Linked DNA regions of Danio rerio: region 1 is linked to region 2. Evidence: chromatin contacts called from public Hi-C data. All regions are on one chromosome and are shown on one strand. The core of a region is the stretch at or near the end of the contact, and the rest is flanking DNA. Distances in the headings are between cores, read along the strand shown.

The links. A called contact is a pair of places that touch in the nucleus more often than the background predicts.
Region 1: a Hi-C map of an unstated tissue shows a contact between it and region 2, with 3 times the contacts expected there. The contact joins the enhancer-like site here to the promoter of creb1b in region 2.

Annotation. Positions count from the first base shown.
Region 1 is chr9:30,157,492-30,161,435 of GRCz12tu, reverse strand. No RefSeq gene overlaps it. Among named protein-coding and RNA genes, the nearest start is that of klf7b, 91 kb to the right of the region's middle. Within about 2 kb of position 1,430, at least 9 of the 62 cell types and tissues checked have an H3K27ac peak or open chromatin away from gene starts, as enhancers often do.
Region 2 is chr9:29,947,117-29,951,239 of GRCz12tu, reverse strand. It overlaps creb1b (cAMP responsive element binding protein 1b), which reads left to right and starts at 2,726. Exons shown (of 7, transcript NM_001017818.1): 1 at 2,726-2,840.

The sequences.
Region 1 (3,944 bases), core at 181-2,680, 210 kb before region 2:
GATAAATTCTGACATAATTAACCAGAAATGACCTCTAAATGGCTGAGCTAGTACTGTATTTGTAAACATTTGACGATATTACAAACTCTGTGGATGAATAAGTATCGTGAACGACGTCGATGAAAACATATAGAGGAACACTTTTACTTGTCGAGATGTACATAATATGTGTGTGTGCTGGCACTCACCAGCTGCTTCACGTGCACACACGTTAAGCAACTGAAGGAAGCAGAACTTGAAGGTAAACAAACGACGATAATTCTTTACACAGTTGGCAATAAGAACATAGAAATGTATACAACCGAACAGAATCTGACTAACATCTAGCAGCTAAATGTGTCTGGAACTAGTCAGTTTACTTTCCTTCGGCTTAGTCCCTTTATTCATCAGGCGTCGCCACAGCAAAATAAACCGCTAACTTACCCAGCATATGTTTTACACAGCGGGTTCCCTTTTAGCTGCAATCCTTCATTGTGAAACATCCATACACACTCATTCACACACATACACTATGGCCAATTTAGTTTTATTCAATTCACCTACAGAGCATGTTTTTGGACTGAGGGGGAAACCAGAGCAAACCCATGCGAACATGGAGAGAACATGAGAATTCCACACAGAAATGCCAACTGACCCAGCTGGGACTCAAACCAGAGACCTTCTTGCTGTGAGGTGACAGTGCTAACCAATGAGCCACTGTGTCACCCCTATTATTATTATTATTATTATTATATAATTAGGTTATTGATGCATGTATTTATGCATATATGGTTTTATATTTATAAAACAATTATATTATCTAAAATTACACTTTTACATTTGTGATGGTTTTAATTGTAAGGTTTGGCAACCCCTTTGACATAAATACTTATAAAAAGTCCCTGTGAAAAGAGCTGGAAGAAAGAGTACTTCTTAAAAGGGACCCTAGTTAAAGAAACAGCCACATATCTTCAATTATGGGATTCTTTAAAGTTTGTTGTCTCATAAACCAAACGTTCACCGGCAAGAAAACATCACTCACTGGTTATCTATTAGCTATAATACTGACAAAGATTAAAGGGGTCTTTGGAACATGACAAATCCATTTCCATAAAGGTCACTGGACGCCCAAGATAATGGATTTGTTATGTATGTAACCCAACCCGGCCCTTCATCTCAGTGCATCGACAGGAGAGCGCGGAGACACACCGAACCACAACACACAGCGCTCCTGCTAAGCGGCTAACACTTCATCAACCACCGTGATTTCATTCGCCGAGCTCTGCTGACAGCTTATGGAAACTCAGGAATTGAAACGTGTGTCAAATGCTTGCCTCTTAAAGCTTTCCGTTTGGTTTGTGGCTACTTTTGCCACATACACACACACAGACTAATAAAAAGCTAGCAGAGTCACCTCGATGGCTCGGAGCCCACTGACGCAACCATGTGCTGTGAGCCCCTCACTGGGCCAAGGACACGCTCAGTCTATGCTTCTGCCAATAGAAATGACTCTGAGAGCATACCTTCTGCGAGAAGGAGACTAGTGTGGGGGATTAGACAGCATCAGAACTTTCCGGAGCGGTATCTAAAATGTGGAGTTGTGAGCTCAGACTTTGAGGGAAGCACAAATCCACGGCTGCTTCCGAGAGGATTAGCCCCCTTGCACTCAAACTTAATGAGGACGAGTAAGCCCATTCCTGCAGCTCCACACAAGACACCATCATGAAGTGTGCCGAGGAATGACAGAAACAAAGAGAGAGACCGGAAGAAAGGACAAGACAGAGTGCGCAAAAGTGAGAGTGCTTGTCTGCCAAAGGGGGACTCTTTAATTCGGTCTCTGTTGAGGAGTGGGTCGAGTGGAACGCTGGCCTGTCTGTCACCGCGAGGCTCCAGTGACCGCCTGACAGATCACAGCACAGCGCCGCATCAGGGGGGCCAGTAAATTGGCCCGGGGGGCCTCCCTCGCCTCCTTTCTCCAGCTGAATCTGCAGTGGTTTATGGCGAGGCTGATGGGTAGTGTGGTACACAGGAGGCTATTTATGAGACATATTTGTCCACGGCAGCATTTTCAGCAAAAGCGGTTTACATGTGTTCTGGGTTGTCAGTGGGGAGTGAGACGGCCCAGGAGGAATACAGGTAGAGCTTTTATTCAAAACAAAGTAACATTATAGCCACTGCAAACCGTCCACAACAGGACACATGATGAAGCGAGCTATTTTGGGCCGCTCTGAACTGTGAGATATGCAATAGCATGGCTTCAAAGTCAGCTGCTTGCCAAAGCTCTGGTCCTGGAATTGATTTCTGTTCATGGATGAAGAAACTAATTAGGCACTGGACGGTTTACTGTCCACTTACACAATGAATGAAGCCCCCCAGGACACTACTGTGCCAGACTTGAACACAAAACTGGGATTTAAAATGCAATAATATGATCAAAACTGTATTTTACATCTTATGAAGGAAACAGTAGGATGGTGTGGGTGGACTCTTACTGGGTCAAGATAAAAGAAAACCCCATCCACATGTATAATATTCTGCCTCCTAAATGTCTCTTGGCCCCTTAACTAGCTTTTATTAACACCTTATAAATGGTTGCTAAAGAAATTGGGATGAACAATTGATCTATTCATGTTTCATATGCGTCCTATTTTTTATTTTATTTTTTTTACATTATTCTGTTTTTGATCCATACATTCTAACATGGCATCAAAACTCATTGCAGCCCAATCTCAAGGAAAATAAACCTTTTACATATCGTCAGAAAAGTGGCTAGATTAATTCATTTGAAAACCTGTTTTTAAAATGAGACATGGCCTCAAACTCTGTCCCAAACCCCACTCTTCATTGGGAAATGAGCAGATCACATTAAAATGTATGAATGAGATAAAACGAATATGATTTAGCTATTGAATCAAAAAGTTAAATTGGAGTGAGAGTGCGTTGGAAATTATCTGGTCATTATCTTGGTCATCTGGTTTAAGTGCATCAGATTTTTACAAACATTCAACTGGTACATTAAACAAGCACATTAAGAGATCATTTATCTTATATAATTCTTCTAGCTGTAATTTATTTTTTTAACCCATCAGCTTTAACATTTCACTTGGTCTCCTTTAAATATTTTGGTTTCTTTTAAATCACTAAATATGGGGGTCACAGGACAATGACAGAAGGTTGCTTGGTTACTTGTAAAAGTCAGAAAAAATAAAATTGTTGCTTTTAATAGTAAAAAGCAACAACATGCAAATGAAAAGCCATCAGCCTTTAAATTATGTTATCCTATGAGCACAGCAATGCAGTCAGCTGCAGCAGATTAATTTAATAACACCAAGTTAAACTTTGACACCAAATACATTAGAGATAAATACTGACCACAACTGAACATTGAAGATGATCTCTGATTGGCGGTTTCCAAAATTAACTGAAATTTATTTATAAACCAATTTCGAGAGGATCACGTGCTTATGATTGCTTGCAGCCGGCCCCGCATTATTCAATTTATGAATCACCAATCAGACTATTCCTAAGCCACTATAAATACCCTTAGATCCATATAACAACAGCCATCTTCATTTTGAAGAATCCCCTCTTCCACCCTTACGCTCCATTCACACGGGGCTTCAGCGTCAACGCTTGACTGAAGGCATGACTGAAGTTGGGGCAGAAGCGATCGTCATAGAAACATCAGCTAATGAAATTCAGTCAGCAATAGGCCACTGTCTAGCTGGTGTATTTGCATACAGCGATCTGATTGGCTGACGCTTCTGTCGGGGCTTGAAAAGTTGAGCTAGTCCCAACTTCTGCAGTGAGCAACAACGGCGCTGACGGATCCACAATGCAGTTCGGCAACGCCTGAAGTCACCCATTCAAAGTAAATGGGACTCCCCGTGGGACTCCCCGTGTGAATGGGGCGTTACTCCTCCTCCTTTCCTAGATGGGTGGCATGGTGGCTCAGTGGTTAGCAC
Region 2 (4,123 bases), core at 1,477-3,976:
TAGTGTCCGGTCTCTAATTTCTCCTACTTGTAAGATAAGGCCTAAAACTTCAGGAGATTCACAAGTCAAAATGACCACTAGTCTTGTGTCAAAAGCTATTGTATACACTACAGGTTTATTGCATATATTGTAAACAGAGCTTAGTGTGCTGTATATTGTCTATATACTGTGTATACAATGAGCACCTGCAGTGTTGGAAATTAACTTTATAAAAGAGCAATATTTGCACCAGGATTTATTTTTCTGATGATTATTTTTAGCCGAATAGCCCCATGTTTGTTTTCCCACTAAAAACATCTAATCCTCCATTTATTTAAAAATCCAGTAATTAAATCCACGCCATGTTCAAACATTGTTAACACTATTAAAACTTGATTTGTATACATTGCAATGAGCTAAGATTACTTAATTTCTCTATTGAAATCAATTTAAAATTTGCAGTTTTAAAGGTTATGTTTTACTTTCATGTACTTAATCAAGAATAAAATAATACATTGCCTTAACAGACAACTCGGAGCTAATGTCTGTAAAGGCACTAAATCCATAGGCCTAGAAGGGAGTGTTAAATAAAACATTAATATGGAGTCTGCTGGGAGACCTTTTTTTTGTCCCCATATTTTAAATATTTAATATATTTACTCGTTCTGCACTATGGCTCCAGGAGCCACTGCATTTCATGCCCCATTCGGTGGCAGAAGAAAAGACTGGAATTTTTTGTGATCCATTTCTAAATGCATGCTTCACATAATGGATTTATTTAGTAAGAGCATGGTAATAATTGCAATTTACCAAAACTGACTATCATGGTATTCCTCTCCATTTATAATGAGGTATGTTTGCGAATTTAGCATGTTCAATTCAGATAGGAAAGCCAGCGTCGACTAGTGCTAATAATAGGGTGATTTGTCTTTGTCTTGAAAATTTATGTTGAATTAATTATTAATTGATGAACACGATGGTTTTGTTTTGCATATGATGGATTGCCAATACACAGTTAACAACTAAAACTCACTGCTGGATAACATAACCATATAGCTTACGGGTTGCAGCTAGTGAACTTCAATACATCTTCATTAAGCAAATAGGTGTATCATGAGTTACAAATTTAAATACCATGGTTAAACTACATTGTAGCAAAGCATGGTTAATTTGTGGTTACCATAATTTAACTAAATAAAAGTAGCTTTTTATTGGTTGAAAACCTATACTGTAGAAATTACATTTCAAAATATAAACAAAATTTACTAAAACATAAATTCAGGTAATCTGTGATACTTTTTCGATTTGGACTTCAGCTCTCTTTTTCAATGTCTAACTAATTAGAACCACAAATTAGACTGTTTGGAAATCCCTAAGATGTTTCCTAACCAAGAAAGCATTATATAAACATTATCGAGAAAATCAATCCATGCCACACCTATTAGTATTTTTTAAGACAGGTCACTTCGTAATCTAGCACATGAAAAAGGCTGGAGTTTTCATGGCCTTAAAAAGTATATACTTGCCATATTTATGCATGCTAAACACAATTTTAACATTTTTTTTTGTGAGTGATTGTGTGTTTAAGTATGAAATAGAGACTGAGTGTGTGGGCAGTATGAGTGTGTGTGCGTAAGTGTGGGTGTGGGTGTTTATTCATTTGTTTCAAAAACACAGATTTCTTTACAATTTAAAATGGCATCTTTGGATATATTTTCTTCTGGAGATACTGCTGTCCTAAAAACAAACAAAAAAATGTAAATAAAAAAAAAATTGACACATACCTTATGAGCGTTATTACAGAACATTTTGGCGCATTTAAAACCTCGACTTTTCCAATCCTCGGTATACCTTGAAAACGGTTATTCTTCCACGCCTAGTAAGGTGTGTGTGTGTGTGTGTGTGTGTGTGTGTGTGTGTGTGTGTGTGTGTGTGTGTGTGTGTGTGTGTGTGTACACAAACATTGTAGCCTATATTCCATCTTTGTTGTCATTAAACTTATAAAGTCTCTCAATGCATATTTTCCCAATCGAAGGCTGTCCAAGATAAGCCAAATCATGTTGCAAATATGATTGATAAGGAGGAACAAAAAAAATGTTCGAAAGAAAAAAAAATCTAAAAGCTTCATATATATTTTGTTTCTTGAACAGATCACAAACATAATTTAACAACAATTGCGAACATTGTCTTATTTATTATGACAGCTTCATGTCCTTTACATTAATCTCAGAATCCTGTCACTGACCTGATCATCCAATTTTGATGAGAGCGAATTCCTAATTGTCAAGTGCCCTGCCTTGATTTTGTATGTTTAGCTTGTAAAATACATATTTGCCAAATTATTTACTAATAAAACACTAGTAAGGAACAAGGGGGAAATGCCACTACATAAATATTTGTACTACGTCTTTTATCCTCACCCACGGTTAATATAAAGTAGGCCTATATTTAACAGATGAGGTAGACAACAAGGACAAATTTTTTTTTAATTAACCAAAATGTTAGTTTCGTTATGTTAATGTCCATCTTCCACAGGGCGTAATAAAATAAACGGTTTCATCAAGAAAGAGAAAGCGAGAGAGATGCTCGTTGGCAAACTATCACCAGGAAATCGCGTTCGCGCCATTTCGTTCGGCTTCGGCGTCACTTCGTTTATATCCGTCACCACTCGGCTATTTCCGGCCCACTCTCGGTCGCTTTCGCCCAGTGCAGTGGGGTTGATGATCGGATTTTCGTCTCGTTCTCTGTGTTGTTGTTCTCGGTGACGCGACGGAGGTGTAGCCTGACGCGGTCTCTTACGTGTCGGCCTGAATAAAAGTGGAGCTCCGAGGGCTCGAGAGTGACGGAAGGAGTCTGTATCGGTAAGAGGAGACAAGTGTCCGGAGGGAAAGGGCTCGTCCAGAATGGCATAAGAGTCTGGTTTGGGTTCGGCCCGTTGGAAACAAAGAGATCATGGCGGCTGTAGTTGTTGCATGGAGAGGGAGGGGAGGCAAAACGGGAGACCAACTCAAACCCAGGGTGGGAAATCTTGATGCATGGTTGATCGTTTAAAATGCAAAGAAATATGGATGCACAACACCCCTGGTTTTCTTTATGCATCTGTACAGATCATATATGTGGGTTTTCCCCTTTCTTGTTAAATTGTTTCACGCCCTGGTTTCAAAAATGTGTGCTGCTAGGTGAATTCAGGATGTAATACTCTTAACGTTATATCATTCAGCAATGATTTAATCTTCTCTAATATCGTTGATTCATTGTGCGATTTATTGGACACGCCCTGATTATATTGCAGTCCTCCTGGGCTGAGTTATTATTGAAGTTTCATTATGCACGTTTTTAAACGAGCACCCTAAAGCAAATAACGTTAGATGTGGTTATATAAAAGTATAGCAAACTTTTTAATATCTGAACATTTCAGATGGCTAATAAAGAAATGCTAAATTGTTGCATGTTTTACATTAAGTTGCACCAGCCGATTTCAATACATGCTATTTAGATGATGCATGTTAAAGCATTTCTTCTGGTTTGCCAACAGTGTTTTTGAAATAACTAAACCGCGTTATTTTTTTGTTTTTTTTTTACATCAGTAGGTTTAATTTTAGATGCATGCTCGTTTTTAGATGTCAAGATTTACGAATGTACAGCAGCTACACGTTTCCGTGAATAATCTGTCTGGCAGAAAATAGGATTTGAAAAGTAGAGGGAGAACTATGCATGACCAATCAAACCACAGATAGACTATGAGCGTCATGAGATCACATTACTGTCTGTTCACGCTTTCTGCCATGCTGGAGCTCGCTCCCTCTCCTCATCTTTTCTATTTCAAGATTCTGCTATTGGTCTTTGTTTCACACCCAATGAGAATGTACAATACATTACATTTTTGTACATATTTGATCATTAATACACCCACTTAGCATTATTTGATGATTTTTGATATTGTACCATTATATACTTTATGTATTTTATATTTTTCAAAGTTAAGTGTAATCTTACCAGGGATAGAAAAACAATTATACTAATAATAATTTTTGATGTGATATTTGTGTGATAGGTTTTGAGTCTGTTGCTCACATTGCTATTTGTGATGGTACATTTTATTTAGGGAACTGGTGGGACATTGTTGGTATGTTGTTTCATGTGT